Regions from separate parts of the Mus musculus genome. Here regions 1, 3 and 4 are each linked to region 2. The links are chromatin contacts, called in public Hi-C and HiChIP or PLAC-seq maps. All regions are on one chromosome and are shown on one strand. Each heading gives the region's core, a stretch centred on a gene start, on an enhancer-like site or on the middle of the called end of the contact. The rest is flanking DNA. Distances are from core to core; before and after follow the strand shown. Region 1 holds the start of Phlda3 (pleckstrin homology like domain, family A, member 3). Region 2 holds the start of Pkp1 (plakophilin 1). Region 3 holds the start of Csrp1 (cysteine and glycine-rich protein 1). Region 4 holds the start of Kif21b (kinesin family member 21B).

Region 1 (6,156 bases), core at 39-2,538, 150 kb after region 2:
GCCTTCCACTGAGGCCCCACGTAGGGACCTAAGACAGCATGGTTTTGTTCGCAAGCCCTTATAACTCCTTCGATAACTACACCGTAGTGAGTTGTCATCGCAGTTCAACACTTACATTCTCCAGCATGCATTCATTCTGGAAGACAGTCATACAACGCAGGAGTCCTATGGTGAGTGAACCAATCTCTGAGGAGGCCTATCCCACCCGTGCTCTCTCTCCGTGCTCCCACCCATCTTCCTCTCCGACACTTGGGTTACATTAAGGACCCTCCTGCCTGGTGCCCTAGGGAAAGGGCCTGCTCTGCTCACTTGGCAAAAGGCCCGGCTTCCAAAAACACATTCTCTTCGGATCTACGCTCTGTTGGTCCCAACAACCTTCTCTGGGATCGTCCAGCTTTGGGATAGAAATCAAAGCCCCTGGTTTTCTATAGAGAGCAGAGGAGGAAGAAGAGAGAGGATTCAGTGCTCTGGGACTCACCTGACATGTCTTCTGGGCACGGAGATGGGAGAGGGGGGGCATGTCGATAAAATGATACGCCTCATGGTTTAGGACACAAGGGTCCCAGTCCCAAGACTCTGCCGGGCCCGCACAGTCTGGATGGCCTGTTGATTCTTGAACTTGACCAGGCCCAGGGTGATCTGAGCGTTCCAGCCAGGGTCTTCGAGGGGGCAGCGGAAGTCGATCTCGCCCCCGCCTTCGGTCACTAGCGTGAAGTAGATGTGGCGCCCGGTGCTCTCTACGCACTCCACGGCTTTGATGCGGGCGAAGCTGAGCTCCTTGGGCCGGCCGCCCGTGCCCTTGGCCTCGAAGAGCTGCAGCCCGCGCTCGGTGAGCACGCAGCGCTTCCGCTTCCACAGCTGCAGCAGCCCGCCGCTGCGCTTCTCCAGCACGCCCTCCTTCAGCACGGTCGCCGCCGCCGTCATGGGCACCCCGAGGTTCCCACAGCTCTGGAGGCTGCGGCGATCCCGGCTGTCCCGGCTCTACAGCGCCGGCTTCTCGCGCCCTGGAGCTGGTTGGCCTTGCTCCCTGTGCGGTCGAGCCTGCGGCCCGGGCCGCCTCGCAGACAGCGGGTACCGGGAGGCTCGTGCGATGCTACTCTCTCGCCGCCGGCTTGGAACCCTGCGCGCCGCTTCGACCTCCCCGAGCCTCTACCCGGTGCCCTGCGCCTCGCCGCCCGCACGCCCGCTCCCCTGCGCTCCGTCTGCGAGCTGGGCGGCTGCTGGCGGGATGTGCCCTTACATGTTCCACCGCTCGCCTCCTGCGCCGCCCGCCGCGCATTCCTGCCCCGCTGGCCCTCCCCTCTGCGCCGCGCACCCGCCCGGACAGGGCCCCGGGGGGCGGGGCTGCAGTGGGGCTCCAACACCCATCAGCAGCGCGGGCCCGGGAGGGGGCTGCTTTCTCAATAGCCTGCGGGCTGCCCCTTCTTAAAACACCGCTCCGAGCCCCTCACCCGACCCCCAGCCTCAACCGTTCACCCCGGCCTCACACCCGGGGCATAGCAGAAGGAGAAAGAGGAGAAGTGGGGGAGGGCCGAGGATCCTCTCCTAGAGGAGCCAGGTCATTGCTGGCCTGGGGTGGGGCCGGCTTGACGATAACGCAGTGGCACCATGGCAGGGTGGGTGTCAAATACCCGCTGCTTCTCAGAGCACGAGAGTTCTGGTCGCCCAGCCTCTGCCAAAAGCTAGTGTTGGGTCTGTCCACCATCATCAGCAGATGTCTCTCTGCTGGGCTCAAGGGAGGCTGGCCACAGATCTGACAACCTACTCTCCCACCTTTCCCTGCCTCTACTTAGGTAGGCGTTAGAAAATAGTGTGTATAAAGTGGGGAGAGAGAAATCCTGATGGATCAATGGGAAGTAGACACACGTGCTGTGGGTGTGGGGTTGTCTCACAGAGCATTGACTTGGAGCCCAACCATGCCTACTGCAGTTAGCCCTCAGCCTTGTGGCTTCTCTGCAGAGTCCACAGCAGAGAATGGGCTTCTCCTGGGACACTATGCTGAAGGGAGACAGGCTTTTCTCAGTTGACTTCAAACCTCTCCTACCTGGCCAATGGCTCTAACCTTATTCCATACTTTCATGTATCAAATGGGATAACTAATCCATTCTGATCTGGTAGGATTGTTGCGAAGAGCAACTTAGTGACCATTCGTGAAGACCCGGGACAGATCTGCCAACTCAGTTATTTCTCTCTTCCTACTATGTCTTCCATCATATAAGGTCAGAAGCCGGAGAAAGATGTCTCTCCTAGGACCTCCCTCATCTGGCCCTCTTGGTCAACCCCTCCAGGCCAAAGTTTCTTAAACACCTACTCATGGACATGTTAATCGTAAAGGTTCTGGGACTAATGATAAATAATTAGTCAGAAAGAAGACCTCTTTGTACTCACACCTCCTGTTTTGGTCCTCGGTGTCGAAAAACTAACGGGCACAGGGAGGATTCTGTTGTGAGCCGGGGGTATCCTCCCCTGCAGAACCAAGCCAGCTGTGGAGAGAAAGAGTCATCAGTTTCCCATCCAGAGCCCTGTCTGTCCCTCCCTCTGACCTTCTCCCTGTCCCTCAGCTCCCAACTCCCACAATGCCACTCCAGGAGAGAGATTAGACAGTGCCCTTAGGGACTTGTCGGCCAGCCACTATGGTGTGGCTTTCCCCTCAGCCTTCTTCTAGGGACTGCTGAGTTGACCAACCTGGCAGAATCCTGCCTTAACCAACCCTCTCTCCTTTAGGAAATGGGGGTGGGAGTGGGACCGGGAGGAGTGTCTCCATTGAGCCCATCTCTACTGCTTCCTTCTCGTTCACTGATGCTTTCTATAACTACTGGATCATTCTCAAGACAAAATTTACAGAGCCCTCCCCCATGCTTTAAATTCTCATGAGAGATAGGGCATAGTGTTTTGCTCACATTTTCTCATGAGGGAAAAAAAAAACAAGGCAGAGAACTCAAACAACTTAACCGGGATCCTGCAGCTTTGTAATCAGAGAGTCTAGGGCATGAATGTATTGGTGGCTTACAGGACCTGGAATCTGCTGGTGACATCACCCTGCCTCTCCATAAACACTGAGCCCTTGTAACACATGACATGGCCACCCACACTCTTTCCTTACTGGCTGGAGGGTTAGAGGCTTCTAAGCGGTGGAGAAAGGAAGGGAAAGGGTGGTGACATCAGGTAAAAAGAGAGTGAGCAAAGGGGCCTAGGAGGAAACTCCGTGGAGCATCATGCTCTGGGCCCCTCTACTGCTGTCCCAATGGCCAGAGTCAGTCTTTGGAATCCAGGAGTCATCTTGAGACCCTGCAGTCACGTGACCTCCTGGGGTTAGGAAAGATAATTCAGTTCCCCCCAGGACTGGCTTCTTTCCTGGAAGCCCTATCTGAGGGGGACTCAGGTCCGGGTTGTACTAATTAAATATTGAGATCAAGTTTCCAAGAGCAGAGGGTGCAGAGCGTGCCTCCCCATCAGGGTTACTACACCAGGAGCAGGAACCAGGCCCCTGACCCGGGGAAGGAAGGTTGGGTCCTGGGACTCTGATTGGACTCTTACTGACTTGTTGACCCCACATGGGACAGATGGACAGAATGTCCCCTGTAGCAACTCAGAGCTGCCACCTCCCCTTCCCCCTACCAAATAGAAAGCTGATCTGCCCTGTCAGGCAAGCTGAGTCCAGCTGTTTGGGGCTGACTCAAAATGCCCTGAGGAGGGGGCAGGGAGTGAGCCAAGAATGTCTCTAGCTATGAATGTCCCATTCTACATTCTACTTACTGTAAGGACGGAAGAGACCACGCGGAGGGACACGCACAGCTGGGTGAAGAGCCACAGTCAGCCAACCAACCAACAAAGTAACTGGATTTATCTTTTTAATCATTTATTTTTATTTTATGTGCTTTGGTGCTTTGCCTACATTTATATCTGTATTTGTGAGCTACCACGTGGGTGCTGGGAATTGAACTCAGGTCCTGTGGAAGAACAGTCAGTACTCAGCTGAGCCAGCTCTCCAGTGGAGTATTCTCTCCAGCCCTAGAGCTATTGTTTTAAACATTTACTTGAAGAAATTAAGCCAGGGAGTAATACATTGCTAGACAAAGGAACAGCAGTAAAGATAATTTTATCGACAGTGTAGAACGTGGCAGAGGGATGCAGAGCTGTAATAACTACAAATAAAAGCAAAAGGATAAAACAGGCAAGGCTGAAGCAGTGGTGGTGCACGCCTTCAGTCCAGCACCCAGCAGGTAGAGGCAGGCAAATCTCTGAGTTTCGGGCCAACCTGGTCTACAAAGCAAGTTTCAGGACAGCCAGGGCTACACAGAGAAACTTTGTCTAGGGGGATGGAGGGTAAAAAAAAAAAAAAAAATCAAGGTTTTTCTTGTCTAAAATAAATGTAAACAAATTTTCAAAAATAAAATATATTAATATTAAATTTTAAACTAATCCAGCATAATAATACACACCTATAATCCCAGCACTCCAGAGGCAGGAGGACTGCCACAAGTTTGAGGCTAGTCTGGTCTACATCTAGGCTGGGTTGAGCTACATAGTAAGACCCTGTCTCAAAAGAAAAAAAAAGTCAACTATGTAAAATGATGATACACTTTGCCCAGGATCCACAAGAGTGACGAGTAAGATGAACGCAGCAACATGCCGGCAAGGCCCTCTGGGACTGCTGGTCTGGGACCTGCTCTAGATTCTAACCTCAACCCCCTTCCTCATGATATTTGCACTTTGCATTCTGACTGAAGGGAGCATTACAACCTCCCGCAGTTCTTTGTTCTTTATCTTCTTACCTTTTTCATGAGATTTTCCCCAATACCCTGCTTCAACCTTCTACCCGCTCCCCACAGACACACCATGTCCCCCTCTCTGCTCCACTTGCATCACCCTCTCAGCTCTATGTTTCCTATTTGACTACTGTTTGTCCTGTCCTAAAATATAGGCTTTATGCCAGCAAGAGTTCCCAATCTTCTTCATCCTCATAGCTCCAGTATCAGATGCTGTTTGGCTCACAGTAAACACTTTTTGTTTGTTTGTTTGTTTGTTTGTTTGTTTGTTTTGTTTGTCAAGACAGGGTTTCTCTGTAGCCTTGGCTGTCCTGGAACTTGCTCTGTAGGCCAAGCTGGCCTCGAACTCTGTCTTCCTCTGCCTCCCAAGAGCTGGAAGTGTGCACCACCACCCCAGGCCGGCCTCGGTAAACATTTACTTATGAGTGGGCAAAACAGAAAAATATAGCTAAAAATAAAGGGGGAGATGGAACAGGGTGATGCTGCTGAAAGCTAAGGAACCAATTAAAAGAGGTCTACGTATATCACCTAAAATATTATGGAAGCTGGCTAGACCTAGCAGTTGACATCTGTAGTCCCAGCACACAGGAGGCTGAGGCAGGAGAGTCAAGATCTTCAACCAGGTTGGGCTATACAGTGAGTTCTGTACTGGCCAGGATTACATAGTGACAGCGTGTCTCAATGTGTCTCATAAAGGTGACCCAACAGGTAAGGGCATTTGCTACCAGACTGGAGCCCCACCATCCACACGCTGGGAGAAGAGAACAGACTCCTGCAAGTTGTCCTCTGATCTCTAATCACACACACCACGGCATCCACAAGTCTCCCTCATTCCCTCGAAAAATAAATAAATACATACATACATACATAAATGTAACAATTAAAGGCCAAGACTCAACCATTAACAGTCCCTCTGAGAAAGGGTGACAAGGGACAGAATTATTTTTCTTTTAAATATTATCACTCTATAGTACTCAAGGTTTTCAATCCTGGCCCATCTTGCTTCCTTTACAAACCTAGTTAAGTGCCCAACACATCAACACGTATGCAATGAAGAATAATAAGTTTGAGGGGCTGGAGAGACTGCTCAGTAGTTAAGAGCCCTTACGGTTCTTGCAGAGGACCCAGCTTCAGTTCCCAACATCCACATGGTGGCTCACAACCTCTGTAACTTCAGTTCCAAGGATCCCAACCCTTCTTTTGATCTCTACAGGCTCTGCACACATGTGCTACAGACATACACATAGGCACACACACGCACACACATACATACACATAAAATTAAATAAATATGTTTAGATAAAACAAATGAGAGAGCTGGCTAAAATTTGTGGTTGAATGGGGACTGTTTTAGTATCAGAAGCATAACATGGTGGGAAACATGACC
Region 2 (5,821 bases), core at 2,944-5,443:
AGGTCTCAGCCTGTGACATTCTCTGTCCCGGAGGGCTACAGTTGTCTCTCTGTAGTCTATCACCACTCGTGTTTCCCACACGGTACTAAATATAACTTGCTGCCATTTTGCTAGCTCATTTCATAGTTTGCCCTCATGGATCCCTTTAGAATGTAAGCCCTGTGAGATGCAGATTGGATGCTTCTTATTGTGTAACTTCCAGGGGTTGGTGTGGCCTCTGGCTCATTTTAGGTAGGACTCAGTGCACTTAAGCACCTGACTGAGCATGCTCCGTGCAGGGGGAATAACTTACATGGGGGAAGGCATGGGAACAGGCATCAGCATAGTGACAGGAAAGCAACAAAAGCTGGAAGAGGGATGGAGGATAAGACAGGGCACGCGTTTAGGTTAGGGAAGAGGTGGTGTGGATGTCTCAAGGAGATTGAGACCTGAGTTGGACAGCGCTTGAGGCACCTGCTATATAGCTGAAAGACTTCAGCAAGAAAAGGCTTGAGAGCAGAGCCAGCCCCACGGCCACTGTCTTAGAACATGGGACAGATACACAGAGATGGGGTAGATAAGGAGGGACCACCCTGACAAGCAGAGGAGCCCAGAGAGCAGGAGTGTCCCATCTTCTTTATCCCTGGGGATTCTGTATTAGATTGTAGGAGGAGACATACAGGTGGAGGTGATTCACTCATCCAGTATGGCTGAATCCAAGTAGGCAGACGCTGCACCTATCCCTGTTAAAAGTAGCGAGATCCCAAGAAACCTCCGAGCCTTCCCTGGGCCATCCTCCATTGCTGGGGCTTCCCCATCACACACTAAGTGGTTGTGCAGTACACAATTGTTGCCTAAATGAACTCAGATTCCCCCAAGGCCATAAGATGTCCTGCTCTCATGAGGACTGGGAGGGAGTCTTGAGTGTTGAGGTTCACAATCTGGGTCAGTTTAATGCCGGAGGCAAGTGGCAAACAAAATTAGAGGCCCATTCTTACTCATTTCTTTCAATAACTTGGAGGATGCAATTCTGCTTTTGTACTGTTTAATAATTAGGTCAAGATAAATTTCTCCCAGGAACAGACCATTCAGTTTCCAGACTCAAATGGACCATCAGAATTCTCTCACCGTCCAGATGCGTGCTCAACAGTCTCCTGGAAGTATGCTGTAGAGCTTCGCTTGAGCCCCAGCGCCGCCCCAGCACCAATCAGCACCTTAGCAGGGCTCCCTTCTCTTCTGTGTAGCTGCTGAGCTAGGACCTCACCTAAGAGGAAGGGAGATGGCAGGAATAGATGAATACTCCTCCTTCCTCTGGTCCTCTGGGGGAGACTAGAACGTTCCTTTCTCCTTTCTCATAGCACAGGAGACCTTGGTGTCACCATTGGCTCAGCTTCTAAGTGTGTTTGCAGCATGAAGAATAATACCTTTCAGAGTGGTTTAGGGGCTTGGGGATCAGATAAAGAAGACATTCAAAAGAGAATGTGCTGTTGTGCGCAGTGGGGGCCCGGAGAAGCAAGAAACACTGCTCAACTCCCTGTGAGACCTTAAGGGCTCTCTCATACTTCAAGCACTGAACAGAGCACCTGAGATCTCCCTTCCCTATAAACATCGCAATGAGATCACAGCTCCAGAGCTCCATGAAGATCCATCAGAGCTGCCCCTCACTTTACAGATGTGGTGCAGGAGACAGAGGATGTCACAGAGACAGCAAGACACAACACAAGGGAGGATAGTGACAAGCATGCCTGACTTCCCAGTGCCGGAACTGTATATGCAATATTACACACACACACACACACACACACACACACACACACACATATACACACACACACACACACATATACATACACACACACATACATATACACATACACACACACATACATACACACACACACACACATATACATACACACACATACATATACACATACACACACACATACATACACACACACACACACACACACACACACACACACACACACATATATATATATACCCAAGGCGTTGAAAGGGTTCAGAGCCCACTGCTTGATAAAGAAATCTTAAGGAAGCAGCCAAGTACTGCCACATTCTGGACCCAATTGTTCTGCCAAACTTACAGTGCCTCAGTTTCCGAATCTGAAAAGAAATGGTGATGGTGATGGTGCCAAGTTCATAGGATCATTGTAAGGGTGGCATGGGCCACATAAAGAGAACCCATAGCCCCAACTGTAAGCACAGGCTTGTAGGAACATAGTGCAGATGCTTCCTATTGCTATTGGTGCGACAAAAAATAATGTCAATATCCAAATCATAAAGCAGAAGCTAGACAAATTGAACTTTACACCCGGAAGCGGTTTTTTAAAGGAAATCAGTTTGGGCTTCCACGGACTTGATTTTCATAAGAATATGAGCTACCCCATCACCTGCTTCAGGGCCCTGTGTATTACAGAAGATAGCAGAATTATCATTATTTAAAGACTCAATTAAGGTTTATTGTGGCTAACATGTTAGGTCTCCGGTAGTCCAAGCGTATGCTATAATGGAGTTGCATTTTTATAAGCTGTTGTGTGTACTTTATAGTACACTTGGGCCCTCATGGAACCGATGTGTACAGCATTTAATGCCTATTTTATAGGACTTTTAAGAGAGGCTGGGTAGTGGGAAGGAGAAGCAGTGGCCCAGGAGCCACCAGGCCCGGTTAGAAGAGAGGCTTTGTCACTTACCGGGAACAAGCTGCCTCTCTTCTTACCATTAACATGTGGGGCCAGGCTGTGATGTGTACAGCAGTCTGTGGCTGGATGCAGACTCTCAAACGTGGAGTGGTGATAATGGATTGAAGGTGTCTCACTTTAGTCACCAACAATGGCATGTTTGGGCTCACATCTGTCTCGTTTGTTTGTTTGTTTGTTTGTTTGTTTGTTTGTTTTAAGAACACAACCCTCAAGTATAGCACTGTTTCTAGAGGAAGCTAAGGTCTGCTTTATAGCAATCTGCTGTGCAGGTGGTTCCTGTGACTGACGTCTGGAGAACAGCCGAGCTGCCTGTATGTGGTACCCACCTCTCTGGAAGAGAGGTGACAACCATCACGGGGTTGCAGTCAGTCTCCTTGGTGCATAAGTAGCAACCAGTCTTACTTTGTGATTTCTATGCAGATTAAAGGAGCAAGCAGAAGAGGACTCCTGTGGGCAACAAGGTACAGCTACACCTGAAGGCAAAACCAACGGCATTCAGTCACTGAGACCCTCAACCTAAGCTGACAAGATGTCACGGCTGCGCACATCAGTGATGGACACCCAGAACCAGAAACCCGAGGCATCAAGAAATGCATAAGATATTTCCAGTATAGCTTCAGTGGGTAAAGCAGGGTGTGATGCCTTTAAGAAAGATTGCCATCAAAGTGCTTTTAAGACTCAGCTGCTGTCACACACCAAATGCACTGCTGTGTCACCCTCCATCGCTCAGGAGGGTGCCACATGCTTGAAACATCCCCACACACATCCCAAGGTTGTGTGCACATAGAAGAGAACACACACAGTCCTTGGCACATAGTAGGGAGTTTTTCCAGTAAGGGTCTGAGTAGGTTTCAAGTTAGTGTTTATCTCAACTTCTCATTGGACGCCAGGCATTGGTGTGGGGGTAGTACATGCCTTTTCAGAGAAGGTCCATTATTGACAGGATTTCTGTGTTGGGTGTATCCACAAGTGAGTGTTACTTTGTGGGTTGTTTTGTTTTTTAAGTCTTGCCTTGCCCCTGCCCCTGACTTCACTCCCTTCAAGCTAAAGGCACTCTCTTTGGCCAGTGGCAAAAGATCCCTCATCCATCAGCCTGAGAGCTCCCAAGGAACAGGGCTGGTCTCTGACATGATCTCAATGCTTGAGGGTCGCTTTGCTTTAGGGGGCGAGGGGAGGCGGAGAGGGGGAACTGAGCTAGAAGAGCTCCCTTTTCCTCGACAGAGGTCCCCCGTTGGTCCTTAGCTGAGCACGCACTTTCTCCTGGAGGCAGCAGAAGCAGGACCCAGGGGCGTCTCCCCTGGACGTCACCTGGAGAGGAAGGACGAGCCTGGGAGCATTGCACACCGGGCACTCCCCGCCGCCCAGCACACACACCCCAGCTCCCTCCTGGCAGCCACAGTGCCCTGCAGCTCGCGTCTGAGCGGCGGCCTGCGGAGTGGGTGGCGCAGGGCAGGGGTGGTATATCCTGTCTGACGGAGGGCGGGTCCGGCCAGTGCCTACTGAGGGACGAGCCGGGGCGGAGGCGCCAGGAGCAGCAGCCGGGAGCCCTCACGCGGACCAGCGCTCTATGGCCAAAGGGAGCCGCTGAGAGGAGAACAGGCGCTCGCTCGCACCCCGGCTCGCACTCTCGCTCCCCTGGCCCGCACTCGCACCCTCGGCTCCCCTGGCCCGCGCCTCCCGCCACCATGAACCACTCTCCGCTCAAGACCGCGCTGGCGTACGAATGCTTCCAGGACCAGGACAACTCCACGCTGGCTTTGCCCTCTGACCAAAAGATGAAGACCGGCACGTCGGGCAGGCAGCGCGTGCAGGAGCAAGTGATGATGACCGTCAAACGGCAGAAGTCCAAGTCTTCCCAGTCGTCCACCTTGAGTCACTCCAACCGAGGTAAAGGCGCGCGGGCTGCGCGCGGAGCCCTTGGGACGGTGCGTCCCTCCCGATGCGCTTCCGTCGCCCCGTTGGGGACTGAATGTCAGCCCGCTTTGACGGAGTCTGTGAAGAGTGCCCACATCTCAGCAGTCAGGCCATTGCCACAGGGTGGACCCGGCCGCCCCCAGCTAGCCTGCTGCTGGGGATTGATGGCACGCTGTGGGTCAGGATGGGTAGCTCACTGGGGGACACAGCTGGGATTAACTCCTGAATCCAGATGGCTCTCTTTTCCCAGTCCTGCTTCAGGGGCACCAGCCTCCGATTATCTTCAAGTGTCTGTCCTAAAGTTTCAGACCCGGGTGCTCTCGCCTACCTCTCCCCACATCCTCTCATTCATGTTCCTCAGGCTTTGCAATCGTCAAAACCGGCTTGCGCCCAATAGGAGAGAGACAATAACCCTAGTGAAGGTGGTGTTTGAAGGAGGAAAGGGAGCGACTCAATTACTGTGATGGAGTTTGGTTCAGGAGAGGCATTATGGAATTGGGGGGGGGGTCAGGGAGCGCCCCCTACACACACACACACACACACACACACACACACACACACACACACACACACACACGTCCCTGGGATCCCTTGATATTTTACATAGAGTCTCTAACCAAACCAAAGATGCAAATCTGACTAGAAGACTATCATGGGGCCAGTTCTCTGTTAACAAGGAAGGAGGTGTGAGTGCTCACTCTCTTTCTCTAATCCTTAATACAGAGCCCCCTTCCCCTGACCCACCTTAAGTAGAAAATAGTGTCAAACCGGAACCAAAATGGATTGGGGGGGCACCACTCCCAGTCTCAACTGAGCCCTCTTCACAGTGAGTTTGGGCTTCCAGTCCTGTCCTCCCCGATGGCCCTGATGTGTGAGTGACAAGCCTCAGTTTGGGGGAGGCCAGGAGAAAGGGACCAGGTCCCTGAAGCTGAAGGTGGAAAGTGCACCTGACAAGGTGTTACAGGTGGGAATTTTAGAGTGAAATTTTCATACAAAGGATTCCCAGTAAGAAATATGCTAACCTTTGTTTAACAAATATCATTAGCAAAACTTGAACGTATTTGTTTTTATTATTTAACTAGATGGAGTAAAATGCTAATAAAAGTCCAGGTCAAACATGCTTATAGAGACCTGGTTGGGGGAGGGGGAGGGCGATGGGTAAAGGGACAAGGAAAAAACAAAGGAAGTAGACTTCTGCCACCCCT
Region 3 (5,883 bases), core at 2,786-5,285, 190 kb after region 2:
GCCCAAGAAGAGCCTGCCCCGTCAAACACTTGACAAGCCACCTCACATCTTCTCCAGTGGAAAAACCCCATCCCCACACTCCATAATCCCTGTTCCCTCCAGTGAAAGAGGGCTTGACAGGCTCAGGGCTCAAGTCCCCGCCTTCTTGGTCTGGTAGAGACCTGTTAGGTATTTATCTGGGTAGAACTGAGCTGCTAGAAGTTCTCTGAGCTCTCTGGAACCTGCCAGGTAGACAAAAGTGTCGTCAACCTTTCCAGCCCTGTGGCTGTCTCTGCCTCCACGCCCCTATGCCCAGAGAGCAGCCAGGACAGAGTCAGAGGGAAGGTGGCACAAGTTCAGAGCCCATGAAGCCTGAATCTTTGGTGTGACGCCTGAGTACCCAAGAAGCAGACCTACCCTGAAGATAAAGGTCCCTGGTAGAAGAGAGGCACCCCCAAAAAATGAGCTCAGTCTCAGCTTTACAGGACTATTAGCCCTTCACATGTGGTTCCCCTCTGAGAAGTCAGTCAGACCTCCCTGAGCTGTCACTACTCCAGGTCCCATGTCCCCCAGAACTTGACTGTAACTAAGATCTTGCTCTCCCACCCCCCACCTCCAGAACCCCCACTCCCCATCCCCAGCTCTCTACCTTTGGAGTTCAGAAATCTGATTACCATGTGTGCAGATGGAAACAGGGACCCATGACTAAATGCAGACTCTACAGCTGGGCCACATCCAGCCCTAGACTTCCTTAAGTATTTCTAAATGAGTACAAGAAACCTTATAATTAAGTTATGATCAAATTGAATCCGCTCTTTGTCTGGAATGACGTTGAGAGCAGAGCCAGCTGTTTGTGCCCTGTGTTGGACAGAAAAGTCTGAATGATTCTGATGAATTTTTAAAAGAGAGAAAACAACGGAGAGCCTTCGCCTTGTAAATACATTGCTCGCAGCTGACATCTCAGAGAGACTCAGCTCATGTAGGTCCCCCCCCCTCCCGTCACATGAAGAACACCCAGACCCCCTGGGGTGAGGACCAGCTTGCCGGCTGGGCTGCACTGCAGCTGTGAGCCTTCTATTTCTTCCTCAGGCACAGCTTTGGACAGCTCTGGAAATACCAGAGTCTGGAAACACTAGCTGCCTCGTATTTACACACTTTACCATACATGGGAATTACTCCACACTGACGTCAGACAAATTCCTGGGGAGCGACGTAGTCCAAGCCATGTCATTACCATATACAATCCTAACAACTGGAAACAGTAGGTGAGCTCCTGGCAGGACTCAGGCTACCTCTGGTTCCTCAAGCAACAGCTCTTACAGAGGGCCCCCACGCTGGCTGCCTCTTTTCCAGGATTCTTTTTTTTCTTTCCTGAAAACATGACTCCAAAACACAGACACATATCAGGGGGCACGAAAGTAAGCCTGGAAAGTGACTCGTGGGACTCCCTGGACCCTCAGCCACCTAGCAGATTGGAAACCTGGAAGTCAGGCAATCTAAAGATGACCCCTTCCACGTTAAACCCATAGAAGCCCTATCTGCTTTTACATATCAAGTCACCACAGAGTGGTCTTCAGTAATGACTCCATTTCCTTAGGTGACCTGGAATGCGGAAGTGTGAAGGAGCAAAGAAAAACCCGCAGGCGGGTTGTGGGAGCAGAAGGCTTGTGTTTGAACAGCTCCTTGGGACCAGTTGCTGTCTTATTCCTTATCACTGCTGAGTGGCTTCATCTGTACCAACAGCCAACGTCAGCCCCTTCCTCAGAATAGACAACACAGGTGGAGGATTGAGCCCCACCTGGCACGCAGCAAGCACAGCACTTGCTTACTATATATAATCGTTTGGAAAGGCCATCGAAATCAGTCTGGTGCCTCTAAGGATTTGCCAATGTGCCTGCTTAATGCCAAACAACTGAATGGGTGGGGTGGGGGCTTTTTGTCGCTAACATCTCTTTGGACTTAATCCATGCCTCCTTCAGGCTTCTAGCAAGTCAACCTTGCCCAGTGAGCCCTGCTTGCATAAATGAACCTTGGGGCTCACCAGAAGACTTCTTCCCCAACTCGCTTTCTCCACCAGGAGACCCACAGTGAATAAAAACCTGTAAACACTGAAGTCATGGAAAAACAGGTTGGTGATTATTTACGACTCCACTCATCCACTCAGTGTTCGATTCTTGACTGGTTGTTGTCTTTTTTTTTTTTTTAAGATATTAGCTCAGGCTAGACTCCAATTTGTGATCCTCCCACCACCATCTCCCAAGTGCCAGATTACAGTCACGTGCCACCATAGCCACCTTCAATCACCCAGTGTTGATTTACCATGGATCGAGTGCAAACATTACCCTCTCAGCCTGCAACTCTGACCCAGGAAGGACTAGACTGGTTCTGGAGTCTGTGAATTACAAAAGACAACACCTGGACCGGTGCTAGGGCAGGCCAGAGGCAGCTTTTTCACATTTTCTCTGCAGGTAATCACAGAGCAGGAGACCTGCCCTTCAGTTTCTCTCCTACAATCTCCCAAATCCCTCGGCATTTGAGCCTTGGGCATGGCTCTCCTCTCTACCTCCTCAGGCCAACACCACACCCTCTGCAGGATAAACTTACTTCCCTGACAGACCGTCCCACCCCGGATATCCTTGCCAAGGCAAAGGGTCTCTCTGTGCAGTGACAAGCTGGATTCTCCAATGAGGCTTAGGCAGTGCCCAGACCAGCCTCTCCCCAACACAGAGGCCTGGCTTCCTAAGCAGAGGCCTGGTGAGAGGATCAGAAGGCAGGGAGGAAGCCCTAGGGCCCAGTCCTGAAGGAAATCCCCAACCTAGCTCAGAGACAACTGTACTAACAGCCCCAGTCCTCTGAGCTTCTGCAGGATGCCAGGGTGTGTGTGTGTGTGTGTGTGTGTGTGTGTGTGTGTGTGTGTGTGTGTGTGTGTAATATGTGCTCCAAAAAGTACTGGCCCAGAAGAAAACTGAGCTGTGTCACTTGTTCGAGGTCATCCGTGTATTAAGTGTCAAATCTGAGTCAAAACTCAGTCTGCTTGCCTTTCAGAAACCCTGTCACCAAGATTCCAGAGTCTCATGATAAATGTCCCACCAAAGGCAAGTGAACCGCTTGCATGCAGTGATGGTGTCCCATTACAGTGTCCTGTCAAGGTGGGGAGGCCCGTCCATTCATGCACCACAGGAGGTAAGAAGTGGGTGGGACAAGTGGGTGGGATGGTCCTGACATCAAGTACTTGCTCCCAGTCTAGACCCTTGCTCTGACGGATCACAGCAGCACATGCAGAATAGACCCAGACCTGTGCCACTTGGATGAAACACCTGTCAGATAGATAACAGCTTGTTGGCTGACACTGCAACTCGCTCTCAGGCCCTTTCTACTCCCCTGCTGGCTCTTTGAGATCTCAGTAGTCCTCACCTGCCACCAAGACTTTCTTTTCCATCTGGTTCTTTCAGGAAAAAAGAAAACTCATACCTGCACTCTGGGGCTACCAAGCCAGATGCACACACACACACACACACACACACACACACACACACACACACTCGCGGGCACTTTCTCTCAGGAAAAGAGAGAGAGGAAAGGGGTGGCACGGATGTCCTCATCCCTCAGCTTTACAATGAGTGTCAGTGGCCCACAGAATCGCTGATTGTTCTGTAGGACCTGCAGGCGGTGGGGGGCAGGGTCACCCTGGGTCTAGAGCACGCGAAAGTCAGCTGCCCTGGAAGCCCCGGGATGGGGAGGGACCCAGAGTTTTCAGGAAAGGGAAACACTGCCGAGCTAACTCTAGCCACTTCCCACCACCTCCCTCTTGGGATCACTCTTCCTACAAACTTTTCTTGCAAGCGACAGGGCTGCGACAGGACCGGAAAAACCAATAGGCGCAGGGTGCGACCCAGGCGCTCCGGCAGTTGCGGGGACCCGAGGCGGACCACCCGGGGTAACACTCACCTGGCAGCTGCTGGGAGGCGCACGGGCGACAGCTCTCAGGGAAGCGGTGACTGGCTGCGCCGGAGTGCGCGCCGTTTTGTTTCCCCCTCCGGAAGGCGTTTCCCGCGCCACGCCAACCAGTAGGCTTTGCACACTGCACCACAACAGGGCTGATGTCACGGAGAAGCTGTCCCCTCCCCCATCCAAAACCTAGGGTCGGGAGCCCGGGCGTGGCTGCCGCCCCAGCCGTGACTTCTCTTTGCACCCTATGGCGATCTCTGGGGGCAAATCTTTACACAGAGGTGAGGGATGGGGTTAAGAGGTTCCTGGTCTGCCATGTGGGAAAGCGGAGACCTAACTGTGAGATCAGACTAAAGATAAACTTGGGCCCCCTAGGGAAGAGAGTGAAGGTCCTTAAATTTTCGGGTTCCGATGGCACAATGTTAAGGGGACTAACTTGCACTCCAGAATAAGACAAGCAAGGCCCCACTTCCTGTGACTTACTTCTGCCAGACAGCTGGCTTTAGGTTCATCAGTAAAAGGGCTATGTGCCACCGAGATGTGATGGGGGATGAGATACTATAACACCCGGGAGCACTTAGCCTAGCTGCCCTCCTCCAGGGGCTCTTGTCCCTCTGCTTTCCCCATCTCCCTGCCACCCACAAGAGATCATTCTACCGCTCCTGAGTGGATCTTCCTCTGGGCTAACCTACAGAATGACAAACACAGTCTCAAGCCACTGAAAACTGCCTCTGGGGTGATTAACAATATGTGTTACTGGGCCCACCTGCTCCCAGTCCGCAGAGCAGCCTGTCCAGAAATCCAATCCTAGAGGTGAACTGATGCCCCTGGGACTTAAAACGGAAGGCCCACTTTCTTTCTTTCCTTCTTTTTAATTTATTCCATGTATGTGGATACATTGTCGCTGTCTTTAGACACACCAGAAGAGGGCATCTGGAAGAGCAGTCTGTGCTCTTAACCACTGAGCCATGTCTCCAGCCCAGCCCATTTTCACTATGGGTACAAACAGCTCCAAGCAAGAAGCACAACACTTTCCTTGGGACCTAACGAAGTGAAGAATCTGCAAGGAAAACTATGTTCCTAGTAACAGGGGCTATGGGTGGGAGTGTTAGAGCCTCAAAGGAGGCCCTCTTCTATTTCATAGGATAATTACTGTTATTTGTTGTGTTCTGTAAAGTTGTTTTTGTTTTTATTTTGTTTGAGACAGAGGCTCACTGTGTATCCCTGGCTGGCCTGGAACTCACTATGTAGACCAGAATGGCCTTGAACTCAGAGTTTTCCCTGTGACGTTAAGATTAAAAGAGCTAGTTCCCACCATCATTATTCTTTACTATTACAAGATCAAAAGGACTTGAGGACTGCCGTCATCACTGCAGGTTGGATCATTATTATCATTGCTGGCTGAATTACATTATTCTCACCAAGCACAGGCAGTGTCAGGAACTAAGCCACACTCAAATTGCAGCATGATGTCACATGCTGTGTGGATTTGCCTGTTTGGACCTCTCCTGCCTGCCACACTTTTCGCAGAGGAGATGCGTGCTATGTTCATTGGGGAACAGTCACATGTGTTAGGCGGCCATCTCAAAAGTATCTCTAGGTACAGCTTGCTATCTCCTTCACTCTTCCAGGGCTCAGACCCTCGTGGGCTTCCTTTAAAGCCCTGGGGCTTGATTCTGTGGCACTAGACTTGCAATCCCAGCTCTTCTGGAAGCTGAGACAAGAACACAAGCTCAAGACCTGCCTGAGCTACAGAGCTATTGAAAGGCCAGTCTGTGGACTTAGCGAAGCCTTGACTCAAAACAAAAAGGGCCAGTGAATTGGCTCAGCAAGTAAGGGAGCTTGCTGTGCAAAACCCACAGGAGAAGGAATGAGCCAACTCCCAAAAGTGACCTCCGCTCACACAGCTGGCTTGTGAATGCCTACCTAACCAACTGCTAACACCACGCACACAAG
Region 4 (5,653 bases), core at 2,607-5,106, 210 kb before region 2:
GGAGGGGCCAATTTCCGGGGCCTGTGGTTACAACACTCCACTTCCTTATTATGATATAAGCCCTGTTTCTCAAGTAGGAGGCCACTTGCAAGACCTCAAGTCTCTACACAGCCCATAGAGGGCTCAGTTTCTCAGATCTGGAAATTGGACAGCACAGGACATAGCTGGCAGTGGATAGCACTGCTTAGCCTTGGGACCCTGAAAGCACCCACCCACACACACACACACACACACACACACACACACACACAGCCACCCCACAGTTTCTTCTGTCTTTTACTCTCCTTCCCATCCTGGCAAAGTCTTGATTAGAAATGTAGGCAGTCACTGAGCAAGACTCCAGGGAAGCCTTAATACTTGGGAAGTAGCTGAAGTGAGATATCCCAGCTAGGAGAGGGCAAGGATGGAATCCACCACTGTCCCCTGGGTCCCTGGCTGGTTGTGGGGCTGGCCAAGGCACCTCCCCCTCCCCAGCACACTAAAGGAAGGAAGCTGAGCAGAGTCAGGCAGAGATAAGGGGAAGGGGCTAGGCCACACCAAGGACTCTCTTTATGGTGAGGCTCAGAGCCAGGGTCCTGAAAGGGTCTTAAGTAAACCCATCACGTAGCCTGGCTTCCTTCCCCAATTTCAACTTTGCCTACTTAGGTTTCTTGGCTATTTCCCCCCTCGACCCCCACAGTTATAGCCCCCATTTGCCAGGGCTCTGTCTCTGCAGCATGGTGGATACAGCTCAGCCGTCTTCTCTGGCTTGGCTGCGCATCCTTTTCCCTGACCTCAGGTAAAGGCCAATCCAGCCTTTAGAGTACAGGGATTAGTGGATAAAAAGATCCCAGGCAGGCAGAGGTGGGACAGGTTGGGAATCTCTAGTGTAAGGTGGGCTAGCCTGGGTTCAAGGGCAGATGGGTCTGACTCTACCTAGCAGGGGTGAGGATTTGGGGGCCTTGTCACACCTGGCCCTCTTCCCCACATCCTGAAAGTTCCCTCTTTCTGACTCTAGGAGTCTAGGCCGCCAAGCAGCACTTTGAACACAGACAGCTTTACCTTTGTCCGGGCTGTAAATCAGGAGCCTCAGGGTCCCCTTTCTAACATCCCAGGCTGTCTTCCCATGCACACCCCTGATCAGCCCCGTCTCACTCTGCTCACAGGGCCAGATCCCAGGCCTTCACCATAAATGACTCTCATGGGAATTCGGAGAGGACTTCCAGGAAGTCAGGAAGACAGCTCTCTTTGTCAGCAGCTAGGAAACTTACAGCAGCGGGCAGTTCTCAAATCCTTGCTGCTCATAAATGTGCCACAGACTGCAGCCTCCCACCCAGCCCCTTCTTCAATGACACAGGTGGTGACACTGGAGGTGGGACATGGGAAGAGATGCTAAACCAAGGAGAATTCCCCCTAAAGCACATCGCTGGCACCATCTGCTCCTTCCCCCAGCCCAGTCCCACCCTCAGCTCTCTGATTAGAACCTGGGCTCTGTCCAGGCATTGTCTGCCTGCACGGCCGGTTGCCCATTGAGGTCTGGCGTGTGCCGGGCTGGCTGATCTAGAGCCAGACGGAATGAGTGGGCGGGGCTCTCACCTTTTTGGAGCCCTTGGAAAGGCTAGCGCTTCAGATGTTCAATTTCCACACAACTTCATATACACAGCTGACTCCAGTTAGGAAGAGCATCCCAAAGCCCTGGGTGCAGAAGGCAGCCACCAGCCCTTCTCTGTGGTAAAGGTCCCAGAAACGTCCCGATAGTCATTGTGGGAAGGAACACTAGCTTTCCCTTTATTTTCTATACAGGTGCCCATGCCCCCAGGCTCCTGAAGTGGGAACTCCAATATTTTACCATGCCAGGCCCAGACTGGGGAGTATGAATCAAGGGGGAAGGCCTTTGTTTGGCTCTCTCCGGTAAAATGGAGTCTAAAGGAAAGACCCCATGGATAGAGCACCCCGTCTCCTGTCCTGTCAGTCCAGGTTCACACTGGTTGGAGGTTGGGCTTCCATTTTCTTTTTACGGCAGGTAGCTCCCCTCTCCCCATCTGCTGTAGATGCCATATTGACATGTCTCACTCCCACCCGGCCCATGCGTGCTCCCCTTCCCTCGACCTCCAAAGGTTCCTGCTGCAATGTCAGCTTCAGTGGCAGCCTGGCTCCGCCCCACCAGCCCACCAGACACCTGCAGGGCTCCTCTTTGTCTCAGGCTGTTCAGTGCCAGGCAGAGTGTGTGCACGGGTGGTGTTCTGACTGCTGTAGGAGCTGCTGGACCAGCAGCCCTCAATCTCCCTCCCTCAGCACCTGAGCTATTATATACTAAGCCTCCGTGCCTTCTCTCTGGATTATACAGAGTTGGGGGGTGGGCATCTGCTCTGGGGCAGGAAGAGAGAACCTATCTCATCGATTTCTCTCATCTTGTCTATGAGCTTCTTCCCAGGATCCCTGGAATCTGGGTCATCTCTGACCCAGGGGATTTGAACACTTGTCTCAAGGACCTACCCTAGAATTTGACTGCTCCCCTCCCCCACTCTATAAGGCCAGAACCAGAGATGTATGTTCCTCAGTGCATCTGTGAGTTGGTGACCAGCTCACTCACATTGCTACTCTCCCACTATGTTCTTCTTAAAGAGAAGACCACAAAACACAGTCGGGAGAGCTGGTGGGAGGCATCTTCACTCTCTGCAAAGAACAGAGAGTTCAACTTTGTAGCATTTCCTGTCCCTGCACCTGTGTGCCCCTAGGAAAAGAACCCACTAAGTCCCGTCCTCTTTCCTCTTAATGTCTGCCAGATTACTTCTAATACCTACAGATATCGGGAATGGGAATCCAGATAAATCTAGGGGCCCTTCCCCCCTGCTCAGTTTCACCTTTGTGCCTGTGAATGTAGCATTAGGGTCCTGTCACCCCTTTCACCCCTTCTGGATTAGTCCCTCGGATACACCTTTTTCTTCCTCCCTAGCACCATCTCCTCTTGGGGCAGGACCAGCAGGGCTTTCTCCAAAAGCCATTGGCACCCCGTGGAAAGCCAAGGCACCATTCCAACCCTTTCATGGGTCCCACAACCGATCTTTGTCTGTTGTATCCGCTCCCAGGATGGTGAGCTGGATCAAGAGCGTAGAACTGGCTAACTGGGGTAGATGGGGGGAGGGGGGATTCCCTCCTATACCCCAGAATGAGACAGCAGCCTCATGGGGAGGACAAGAGGAAACACACAGACGCTCCGGCCTGGGCCAAAGCTGGGTGTGAAATACCGGATTTCCTTGTTTATTCGATTTTCTGATCATTAAGTGCTCCCAAGAGGGGCCAGAAATTACCACCCAAACAAAGCCACCTTCCATCAGTCCGCTGGGCCGCCGCTCCCCTGCGGCAGCCGGGCCAGCGCGCGTCGGCCCCTCCTCCTGGACTGCAGACTCCAGCTCGAGCGGTGCCCGCGCCCCCCGCCCGAGAACACGCGAGACAAAGCTCGAACCCCTCCTCGCACGCCCCTTCCCCGCCATCGACCCTTACCTGACGGCCACTTTGACGCAGCAGTCGCCCTGGCCAGCCATGGTCCTCCGGCACCAGGGTCTGGGCGCGGATCAGGGGCGGGGGTCCGGGGGCCACTGCTCCAGGCAGCGGCTGCGGCTGCAGAAGGCGGAGGCAGGGACCCTGCTAGCGAAAGCGACCTCGTAGGCTGGAGGTGACATGCTCGCAGGAGGCGGCAGAGGGGCTCAGCCGCGGCCGGCCCCACGGGGCTGGTCCCATGCGTCTCCTCCAGCCATCGCGCGGAGGTGCTGAGCTCGTTGACAGCGGGCAGTGAGACCCGCAGCTCCCTACAGCGCGGCACACGCGCGCGCACACACCTCCCACCCGGACCGCCACCTCCCGCCGCAGCGCGAACAAAGGGGGCGGGGGCCGAGCCACCTCAGGACCCACCCCCAGCCCCTCAGAGCCGCGCAGGGCCCCGCCCCTCCCAGAGGCCGCCAATAGAAGGCCCCAACGAGCAGCAGAGGCGGGACTTGAGCCTTTAAAGAGACCTCTTGGCTCCCGTCCATCGGGTGGCTGGGAGGGGCGGGGTAGGATTGGAGGGCTTGGGAGTGAAAGCGGGAGTGGCATGATGGACTCGTCCCTGGGAAGTTGACCATTCGGGAACCACGGCCCTCGAAGTCATGGTACCTCAGTCTCAGTGGGATCTTCCTTTCCTAAATGAGGAACGGGACTCAAAGAGGAACACCCCAAGGTCATACAGCGAGTCTGTGGCTAGGCATGGGTAAGAACCTGGTCTCTGGGCTGGGCGGTGTGCTGCACCTCAAAGCATCTCATAGAGATGAGCAATTTGCAATTTGAAAGAGTCAGCGAAGTGTCCCTTCTGCATTTATTTCGGTAAATCCGCCAACCTTTATTGAAGGGGATTCTTGTTGATGTGGAAGTAAATTTCCCCACCTCCACTCTGCAACATCTTTAAGCTCATAGTTTGCTTTGATGGCTGACTGGCTCAGGTTCTCCTCACTAAACCAGGGTCCCACTAACCTTTATGACCCACAGGGCCTGGTTCACACTCTTTGTGACAGTGGGGGGGGGGGGCGGGTTGTGTGTGGGGGAGTCGATGTGGGAGGCCAGATCTGCCTGGGAAGTAGTAGGAACAAAGAAGCACTTGACTCCAGATACCTGGGAGAAGCTAGAAGGCAAAGGAGGCCAGCGCTGCCATCAGAAATGTATATAAAGGATTAGCCCAGGAGACTTTTCAACACAGGGCTATGAGAAAGGAGACCAGTAATGTGAAGTCAAGTCCCATTCCAGTTCACCCCTGCACCCTCCCAGCCCCACTCTTCTCCCTGCCCCCCAACAACCAACATTAGGACCATTCACAGGGCCCCTCACCAGCTGCCCTCCCTTCCCAGGCTTCACCCAGCTCCTTCCTCTGGAAAAGGCCCAAGAGGAGGACCCAGCTGCAGCTCAAGATGTGGATGGAGACCTCTGGGGGAGGGGAGGCAGGGGAGTCTGGCTCCAAGCTTCTTGCATCAGCCTCAGATGATGAAACCCTGTGAGACGTCTTGGCTGGGATGTACGTTAGGGTCCTGAGGATCCACTTCTTGGTGCCATCATTCCCCACTCCCCACCCCCATCTGTGACTGCTCCACTCGGGAACCCAGGTGCCTGTTTGGAATAGTTTTAAGGGAAAATGTGAAAGTTAGGTCAGCTCATTCTTCCTACCCTCGTAGCAAACAGGAGGAGAGCCAGAGCCCCAGAGAGGTAGTGGTGATGGTGGTGTGTAAGGGGTCCTGGTGGGATCCTATATATTTTATTAATATTAGCATCTGAAACCCAAAGCCAGTGAATCAAATTCCTTAGAGCAAGAGACAGTGTTGGGAAATTGGGACGCTGCTCCCTGTCTTCTAACAAAAGGAGGATGTGGAGAGCTGAGCGGTGCTTACACGGGGAGGTACTTGGTGCTTTTGTTCTTGTTTGTTCTCCTAACCTTATGAGCCAGGTTCTAGCCTTCTCCCCTACCCCCAATTTTGCAAGTGGGGAAATAGTCTCATAAGCAACACACAGAAGATCTGGACTTCTGCAAGTGGTTCTAGGCGTCCCGATTCCTCTAAGGGATTCCTCTAAGGGCGTGCCTGTGGGGAAGGGAGCTGGATTGGCCCAGCTTTGCCCGGGGGTGCCACAAGCAACAGGCTTAGCTCTCCTGAAA

Evidence for each region. A called contact is a pair of places that touch in the nucleus more often than the background predicts. HiChIP or PLAC-seq counts read pairs in DNA pulled down with a chosen protein or histone mark.
Region 1: a contact with region 2 is called in a Hi-C map of epidermal suprabasal cells, with 2.0 times the contacts expected there. The contact joins the promoter of Phlda3 here to the promoter of Pkp1 in region 2. A contact is called at or near these places in 2 of 484 Hi-C or Micro-C datasets (embryonic stem cells and epidermal suprabasal cells) and 3 of 115 datasets of contacts at active chromatin or transcription factors (embryonic stem cells and pancreatic cancer cells).
Region 3: a FOXA1 HiChIP or PLAC-seq map of pancreatic cancer cells shows a contact between it and region 2. The contact joins the promoter of Csrp1 here to the promoter of Pkp1 in region 2. A contact is called at or near these places in 4 of 39 promoter capture datasets (the 3T3-L1 cell line, embryonic stem cells, hippocampal neurons and 1 more), 1 of 484 Hi-C or Micro-C datasets (the G1E-ER4 cell line) and 1 of 115 datasets of contacts at active chromatin or transcription factors (pancreatic cancer cells).
Region 4: an HNF4G HiChIP or PLAC-seq map of pancreatic cancer cells shows a contact between it and region 2. The contact joins the promoter of Kif21b here to the promoter of Pkp1 in region 2. A contact is called at or near these places in 1 of 115 datasets of contacts at active chromatin or transcription factors (pancreatic cancer cells) and 1 of 9 other capture datasets (adipose tissue).

The regions. Positions count from the first base shown.
Region 1 is chr1:135,761,217-135,767,372 of GRCm38.p6, reverse strand. Phlda3 (pleckstrin homology like domain, family A, member 3) reads right to left here and starts at 1,288. Exons shown (of 2, transcript NM_013750.2): 1 at 479-1,288. The coding sequence starts at 924. The coding sequence ends at 547.
Region 2 is chr1:135,917,579-135,923,399 of GRCm38.p6, reverse strand. It overlaps Pkp1 (plakophilin 1), which reads left to right and starts at 4,193. Exons shown (of 14, transcript NM_019645.3): 1 at 4,193-4,589. The coding sequence starts at 4,388.
Region 3 is chr1:135,727,319-135,733,201 of GRCm38.p6, reverse strand. It overlaps Csrp1 (cysteine and glycine-rich protein 1), which reads right to left and starts at 4,035. Exons shown (of 6, transcript NM_007791.6): 1 at 3,928-4,035.
Region 4 is chr1:136,129,593-136,135,245 of GRCm38.p6, reverse strand. Kif21b (kinesin family member 21B) reads right to left here and starts at 3,856. Exons shown (of 35, transcript NM_001039472.2): 1 at 3,484-3,856. The coding sequence starts at 3,524. Gm15850 (predicted gene 15850) reads left to right here and starts at 4,063. Exons shown (of 3, transcript NR_046170.1): 1 at 4,063-4,225.